2 separate regions of the Mus musculus genome follow, and region 1 is linked to region 2. The links are chromatin contacts, called in public Hi-C maps. All regions are on one chromosome and are shown on one strand. The core of a region is the stretch at or near the end of the contact, and the rest is flanking DNA. Distances in the headings are between cores, read along the strand shown.

Region 1 (3,979 bases), core at 688-3,187, 340 kb before region 2:
ACTAAGGCTTACACAAAACAGGCAGGCGCTGCCGAAATGACTTCACATTCACTGTGTGTTGGATTTTTAGATGAATTCTTTGTTGTGCATATTCAGATATATTTCACTATTGCCAAAATGTTCATGACCCACCATCTCTTGACATGCTTTGGTACAGTGTCACGGTCCATGATTGAGGGCACTCAGATGTAAACAGGCTCAGAGGACTGGATCTCTTTGATAGACATAGACTTCCAGAGTATAAGGTATCCTTTTCAATCTACTACAGTTCTGTAATATTTCACTTTTAAAATTTTACATTATTATTATTATTGAGACAGGGATCTACTATGTAGCTCTGGCTGGCCTGGAACTTACTATCTAGAGCAGGCTGGTTTAGAACTCAGAGATTGCTCTGCCTCTGCCTCCTGAGTGTTACCTTTTGCCTGTGGGCAGTGTGTATCTGTGCAGGTATAAGGCTGTTACTGAGTGTCTTATCAAATCACTCTCCATCTTATTTTTTTAAAACGGGGTCTCTCACTGAAGCATGGATTGGCTAGGCTGATTGGCCATTGAGCTACTGGCATCCACCTGTCTCAGAGCCTCAACCCAGCACTAGGGTTACACGTGTGCGCTGCCACGTCGATGCAGTCTTCACATGGGTCCTGAGAATCCAGACTCAGGTGCTTTGCCAAGTGAGCCATGGTCCCAGGCCAAGGTCTGCTCTTTTAAGTTTAAGATAAAAACTTCTACTTTTTTTTTTGACCACTTACTTACTCTTCCTGAACCATTAAGACATGTGTAAAAGTCTGAAAGTAATACATACCCTTTTCTCAGACTCATGAGAATTAAAGCACAACATGCTAAAAACCATGTCCTGCACAGCCTTTCCTAAGGTTACTAACACAGGTCTTCAGGCCATCCTACATACCTGTTAGTATGAGCATCTTAGTCTAAGGCAAGTTTACACATTGAGATATGCCTATATCCTCTCACCCAGCAACTTTTCTGAATTGTTGACAATGTACGGGGCGTGCTAGGTGTTTATATTTAGACTAGAACACTCGTCTGATATCCTGAATGTTTTCATGGAACGCTGATCAACTCGGTGCTTGGTTTTAATAAAACAGCTATGATGTAGCCAAGGATAAAGGAACCAGCACCAGTAAGGATGTCTCAGCAACATCTGCAGTCTTGAAGGGAACAGTTGAAGACTGAGGGGTCCTGGGGATCCACTGCATTTCATTCTGAATAACAGAGCAATCTAGGGGTAAGGCACATTCAGTGAGTGTCAGTGAGGTAGCTAGTGTGATCTCTCTTTATCTGCACTCCAGCAGGGATGCCTACAGAGGCACATTGTAGAACCACGTGGAATTAGTCCCGAGATTCCATGGAGTGCGGCTATTCAGAGAACTGTATCTAGCTCTGAACGAATCCTGAAGTGTCCTGGGCCATTTGCTTTAACTGGCTGATGACTCCAGAGACTTGTACATTTCTAGTTCCATTCTTGGAAGCTTTTGGCATAAAATGTCTTTAGCTAAATTTAGCCTTTCCCACTTTAACCAAAGTCCAGTGGTTTTTGTTCATTGGTTTGTTCTGTTTTGTTTCTGTAATAGAGTGTGAAGAAAGCACACAGCTAACTTGTTTCCCCAGAGTTTCTCTGTGTTGCTCAGGATGTCCTGAAACTCACTCTGTAGACCAGGCTGGCCTTGAACTCAGAGATCCACCTGCCTCTGCCTCCTGAGTGCTAAGATTTAAAGCATGCACCACCACCACCTGGCCCCAGAACCTTAAGTGACATCTGGCATCACAAAAGTCCGGGGGTCTGCTCTGTGTTTCTCATCAGCACAGACAGGCCAGGCCTGGCCATTTATGAACTGGTCTGTGGGAAGAGGAAGAAAATAGCCTTGGTCAGACTACAGCTCCCATCCAAGGGAAAGACGCAGATCCATCACAATTACCACACTGCTTAACCCTAAGCAGCCAAAAATAGGAAGGAGACGTGGTAGTGTGTCTGCGAGACTGATACCACAAAGTGAGATTTAGCCTGACGTCACGACAACAAGCAAATAAAGGCAGCTCTGGGGCAAATTAAATTAATTGCACAAACACCAGGATGAGTCATTCAAATACCAGAAGGAATTTTGATCTTAAAATAACCTCTTTTTTTTTCACATTAAGTTTTCTTTTGACGGAGTAGGGTCAGACTAAAATTGCAGCGGTCTCCCTGTGTCACCTTAAGGAAAACTAAAGTTCACATGCTACTCCATATGCCTGTTGGTAGAAAGTAGTTTTATTCTCGAGTCACATTTCATATGATCATGAAGTAAACCGCTGACCCCAAAAGCTGATGCCGCTTTAGGAGAGGGTGAGGTTGGGGTGGTCTCTCTCAGTCTGTGTGTGTGAAGCTCTGTAATGGCTGCTCTCAGCCTTCCGTATGCTTCTACCCTTTAACACAGTTCCTCATGCTGTGGTGACCCCCAGCCATAGAATCATTTCCATTGACACTTCATAACTATAACCTGGCTACTGTTATGAGTCATGATGTACATATCTGATATGGGACCCAAAGGGTCAAGACCCACAGGTTGAGAAGCACTGCTCAAGAGAATGACCAGCCTGGGACAGAGGTGCAGGATACCAGTGTCGCCTTGCCCTTCCTTCTGAACCCAGGAGGCAGAACAACAATGCTAACAAAGAAGAATTGTGCCAACTGATGTGTTTATAAAAAGATAAAGAGGTATAAGACATGTTCTATTGGGGTGTGCCTCAGTGGGCACATACCAAGGCATCCCTTTGCCCTGAGAGACCAGCCATACGACAGTATAGTATAGAATAGAATTTATTCAGGGCATGGGGAGGGGAGCTAAGAGGGTAGTAGAGGCAGAGACAGGGAGAGGAAAGGAGGAAGGGGAGGGGGAGGTGGGAGGGGGAAGGGGAAAGGGAGAGAGAGAGGGAAAGGGAGGGAGAGGGGAGGGGAGGGGAGGGAAGGGGAGGGGAGGGGAGGGGAGAGAAGAGAAGAGAAGAGAAGAGAAGAGAAGAGAAGAGAAGAGAAGAGAAGAGAAGAGAAGAGAAGAGAAGAGAAGAGAAGAGAGGCTGACCATGGACACCTGGAGAGAGGGGGAAGGGAAGATCCTAACAGGGCAAGAGAGAAGCAAGAGGGAAGCAGAGTAAAAGGGGGAGGAAGGGGGCAAGCAGCCCCTTTTATAGTGGGTCAGGCACATCTGGCTGTTGCCAGGTAACTGTGGGGGGATGTTTAGACAGAAGGCTAACACCAACAGTAACTGAATTTGTAACATGAATATAGGGACAGAATTTTGTTTCTCATCCTAGAAAAGGCCCTAGGCCCTGTCCTTACATCAGCTTCACTGAGGCTAGCTTTGGCAGGAGCCCTAAGAAGCTGGTCCTTTGATTATCTCACCCTCTGTCACTCTCTCTTCTCCCTCCTCTCCACCCCCTCGGGACCTGTTCCTGTTTCCTCCTTTCTTCCAAGAGTCCTCTTTACTTGCTGGTATCAAGTTTACACTCAGGCGCTGACTGTCATCTTTCCTGGTATTTCCTTGGGAAGTCGAGGACTTGGGATAAAGAAAGTTTCTAGGTTAAACAGCACACACGGTGGCAGCTCCTCCACCCACCCCCTCACCTTCCTCCCCCTACCTGTGTCAACCTCTGGAAGTTTTCTAAATGGTGTAGCATGATTCATGGGCACATGAAACCCAAAAGTCTATCTCTTCAGGCACAGGCCCTGAGCAGGCTAACCCGGCTAACCCGGCTAACCCGGCTAACCCGGTCCTTCCCCAGCTTCTCCATGTGCTGCTTCAGCTGTGCTTTCTGTCCCTACCATTCTCTGCCTGCCTCTGGCACCTCACACCTAGCTCTCCATTTCTCACTCATCCTCTCCCATGATCCTTTTCACCTTCTTCTTTCCTGATGCTTTTGCTGGTCTGATTAGGTGACTGGTTCTATGAGAACGATTCAGTGCTGTGTTCACTGTCATGAT
Region 2 (3,951 bases), core at 283-2,782:
AGAGGAGTGGGGGGCTGGTGCATTTGGAGATTATTGCTATTTTTATCTTCTTAAAGAATGGGAACTTTAATATTTATTAAAAATAAAACTTTTACCATTACATTAGATGAAGAAAAGACAAAGTTGAAATCCAACATCACTTAAATGGAAAAAAAAAAAAAAACCACGAACCAGGATTGCAAAGTAGTAGACTTAAATATCTGTGCTTTCAAATTTTCTCTACCCCATCCCAGATTCATGTTGCCAAATTTCTTTAGATTTCTCCAAGTCTCTCCTCCTATTGAGGTGGCATTTTCATGGTAGGCTACGGGTGGGCAATCTTGTTTACAAGGGGCATCTGGTTCTTACAAATCCTGTAAGACAGAGCAGACAATCAACCTTCCAGCTGGCCAAGGGAAAACAGCCTGTCTGCACTGAACAGATCCAGGCTCCATTAATGACTAGCATCAAGAAGAGACAAGGAACGCTGGCCCAGAAATGTACGCAGCAACATGATTGGCCCCACTGCTGTATTCTTGCCTTGGCATAACAACCACAGGATGGAAAACATCTGGAGCAAGCCACCCTTCTTGGATCTCTGCTAGAGATGAAGGCAGGAAACAGCTCACACCGGAGCTAGGTGTCCGTGTCCATCAGTGATCACAAGAGGTTTAAGCAAGCAGAACTCCTGTGTGAAATTCCATAACTCACACAAGGAAGCCCAGGGTCCAGCTGACCCAGAGCCAAGAAGAAAGTTCTAGAACTAAAGAGGTATGGTTGCAGAACAGCTTTTCCCTCTGGTGAACGGTCTGTGAAACCTCTAAGACTCTCCATAGCTCTACCCTCGCTGAGCACATAACTGAGGTCTTACATGGGAACTGTGTAGGAAGCTCAAGAACATGCCAGTGCATACAGGTGTGCCAGTGTTCATCCGATCCTTGCCCAGTGTGTTTTCAGTCTAATTATCTAACTGAGATTTGGTTGAGGAGTGGCACTTGTGTGCAAGTGTCTGCTTGTTTGCTTATATAAAAAGGCAGAACGTGCCCAGCCTTAGCATTTTAAAGTTATAGATGCATATAAGAAAAGTAAATGGAGAAGTGTTTCAGAATCACCAATTGCAGGACCCCGTGTTTTACAACGGAGGAATCCAAGGGAAACTAAGGTGTCTTTCATTCTGGCCTTGCTCCAGCCACGGCAGGGCAAAGATGGATCCCAAGCAGCGACCTTAGACAGCACTGACCCAAGCTGCAGGCTGTCGGGAGTGGGGTTGGAGATGCGACAAGAAAGATTCACAGATGAAGAAACAGCGTCACCTAGTGGCGATCTATCCGTTTCCAAGCCATCTTGTGATACAAAAGCGCTCTCTTTTCTGTACCCCAATTTCCCAAGACAACTAATATTTCAGAATGTTTTATCTTCGCGGGCTCTCCAAAGCTCAAGTGGGTTGCCATCCAAAACGCGTTGCCTAACACGTTTCCCAGCCTCTTATGCTACTTTCCAGGGTCGACTCGGCAACTATCTGCTTCAAGGGCCGTGTCCATTTTGCTATCGATCTCTGTGTGCATCTTGCTTCAATTCCGGACATTGCCCGGGGCGGTGCTGCAAACAAGCATGTAGCTGTGTCTTGGTCAAGTTTATTTGTTAGCTCATCTTTCTTGTTCTCAGGTGTTTGCTGCTTTCACTGTGTTTGAGAGGCCAGACCTGTTCCCACATCAGGACCCTAACTTTGGAGATAGGAAAACAAAACAAAATATGTTGTTGATGTTATTTTTCTTTTTTTAAGTATGTGCAGCATCTCAGGGTGATGGGGAGGAGGAAGCCCAGAGTCAAGAGTTCACTGAGAGCATCCACAGAGCCAATCTGCCACCATCTTCATGAAGTTCACCTGTATAAACTTACAAAGGATCTCCACAGCTGGGCTTGTTGACTCTTCCCCGTCCCTCATAGAAGGATGGTCAGGGAGGGTCACAGGACCATCACCTGGGTATCCAGCAACTCCTTCCAATTAGGCGTATGCTAGTCTGCCCTAATTGCACATGACATCAAAGAAGAGCTTGGCGTTTATAGACTGGAAAGGACTGGGGAGGGGTCCCACCTATAGCCAAAGGGGCAGTTACCATTCATGTTGGATACAGATATTCCAGTGTGGTGGCTTTAAGGCTGTACATGATCCTGTCTCCAAACTCCATTGCTCTGTCAGTAAGCCTAATAAATTCACAGATTGCCCCAGAGTCAATATTTGGTGGATCCATGCCTCCCTTTGTCCTTTGGACCTCTGTGGGAAGGGTAGACATTGTTTCTATCTCCCCAAGAGAAGACATTTTAGCAACACTGAGAAAGAAGCAAGAGCCCAGGAGGAAGCCAGGAGGGAAATGAGACAGAAAAGCAATTTAAAACCACAGTAGGAAGATGCTGAGATGCTATTCAGAAGAACTTGGCCTCAGTATACAATTAGATTCCACCAAATTATGTACCACGGCAAAACAACTGCATGCAAGACTCCAGAAAACACAATACTTTACTCACCCTAACCATTTAGAACTATTTCCTCCACAAAATGGTCCCTTCATTTAATAGCTAGAAAAACAGGACCCCTGAAGATGAGTTGTTTGTCAGGATTGGGGTGAGACTTTGTCTACATTGGGTCTATTGTGTTCTAATAAAGAACAGTTAAGTAAAACAAGAAATATTTTTAGGAGAATAAATTAATTTCAAGCCAGAAACTCCCTATGGTCATTCAGTTTTGTCCTTACTTATCTGCTGAAAATACATTTGCATATCCACATTGTCTATTGTAATTATATCATCCCCAAACAGAATGAGTCTGATTTCTAAGTGAAATAACTATTTAATAGATGCTACTCTTAAAATATAAATATAAGAAATATAAATATTTCCAAAGTAGATGATTTCCAAAAATAAAAGGAAGCAAGCCATTGTGGGCTGAAAGCAAGAGATCACTTAAAACATCAGAGGAGCATAGCTGTATATGAGCTTCTGGAAAGTTCTGACTCTGCTGGCTTCATAAAAGTGTTAGCCCCATTAGTGTCGGAGGTAAAGATAGTCAACAGGCAATGTTAAAATGTATTTGTAAGAGGAGCTCAGTACAGCTGCAGTTATATATGGCAAGGTCATCATGAAGCTCATTATTTTAGATCCTAACTGAAGAATTAATGTAAATTTGTCTAATAAGACAATCATGACTAATTCTAAGGGTGGTCGGTCAACACTTTCTCTTTCTGCAATGCTCATACAATTAGAATATTTGCTCACTAAAGTCTTGACAAAAAGGACAGCTCTGTCACTCCTGCTATGTCAAGTCTCACAAAGAAGCTCTGGGTCCCGTGACTTGCCTATACATAATGCAAAATGTGTGTCTGGGCTGACATTTTTCTTTAAATGAAAACCAGACATTTCTCACAGAGCTAAAAGCTAAAGTCCTATGATCCTGCACATTGGCTGATGCTATTACTGTAGCATTTTATGTTAAGGTGAGCATTCCATTCATTGGATGAACACCCAGTGGTTTAGGGAACTAGATGGGCTGTCATGACTCTGAAGCTGCCAGACCACAAAGTATAATAAGACTTGTACAGGTTCTCCTTTGCCCAGCTGGAAACAGCTGGCACACTGGAGTGTCTCATTTCTAAATTCTCCTAGAAGCATGGCTGCATGGACTGGCCAGAGGGAGGTGGAAATACCCTGAGGTCTGACTGATGTCTCCAACTCTGCTTTCCTACACAGCTCTCCTGGCTCGCTGCCCTCCGTGGAGCTGTCTTCAGACGCTGTGCAGCTCATGGAACCCTGGAGTATAGAAACATCTGCAGCCCTTGCTGGGTCACCTCTTTCAGTTGTAAATAGAGCCAGGCTTCAAAAATGTTCTGCCTCCATGCTTGGCTGTTTGAAAGTGTCTGCTTTATGGCTTTAACTGCTTGACATATGAAAAATTAAAACTCTACACATTCAAAGCAG

Evidence for each region. Hi-C and Micro-C count contacts between places; a contact is called where the count stands out from the background.
Region 1: a contact with region 2 is called in a Hi-C map of bone marrow-derived macrophages, with 22 read pairs. The contact joins two enhancer-like sites. A contact is called at or near these places in 4 of 15 datasets of contacts at CTCF or cohesin (the NIH/3T3 cell line, large pre-B cells and pro-B cells), 22 of 484 Hi-C or Micro-C datasets (B cells, the C2C12 cell line, the G1E-ER4 cell line and 14 more), 7 of 115 datasets of contacts at active chromatin or transcription factors (the NIH/3T3 cell line, T-cell acute lymphoblastic leukemia, a colorectal cancer cell line and 4 more) and 1 of 9 other capture datasets (embryonic stem cells).

What each region holds. Positions count from the first base shown.
Region 1 is chr10:21,807,724-21,811,702 of GRCm38.p6, reverse strand. No RefSeq gene overlaps it. Among named protein-coding and RNA genes, the nearest start is that of Platr6, 49 kb to the left of the region's middle. Within about 2 kb of position 1,937, at least 9 of the 459 cell types and tissues checked have an H3K27ac peak or open chromatin away from gene starts, as enhancers often do. A contact at or near this core is called in bone marrow-derived macrophages, where this site is marked.
Region 2 is chr10:21,462,867-21,466,817 of GRCm38.p6, reverse strand. No RefSeq gene overlaps it. Among named protein-coding and RNA genes, the nearest start is that of Aldh8a1, 88 kb to the right of the region's middle. Within about 2 kb of position 1,532, at least 41 of the 459 cell types and tissues checked have an H3K27ac peak or open chromatin away from gene starts, as enhancers often do. A contact at or near this core is called in bone marrow-derived macrophages, where this site is marked.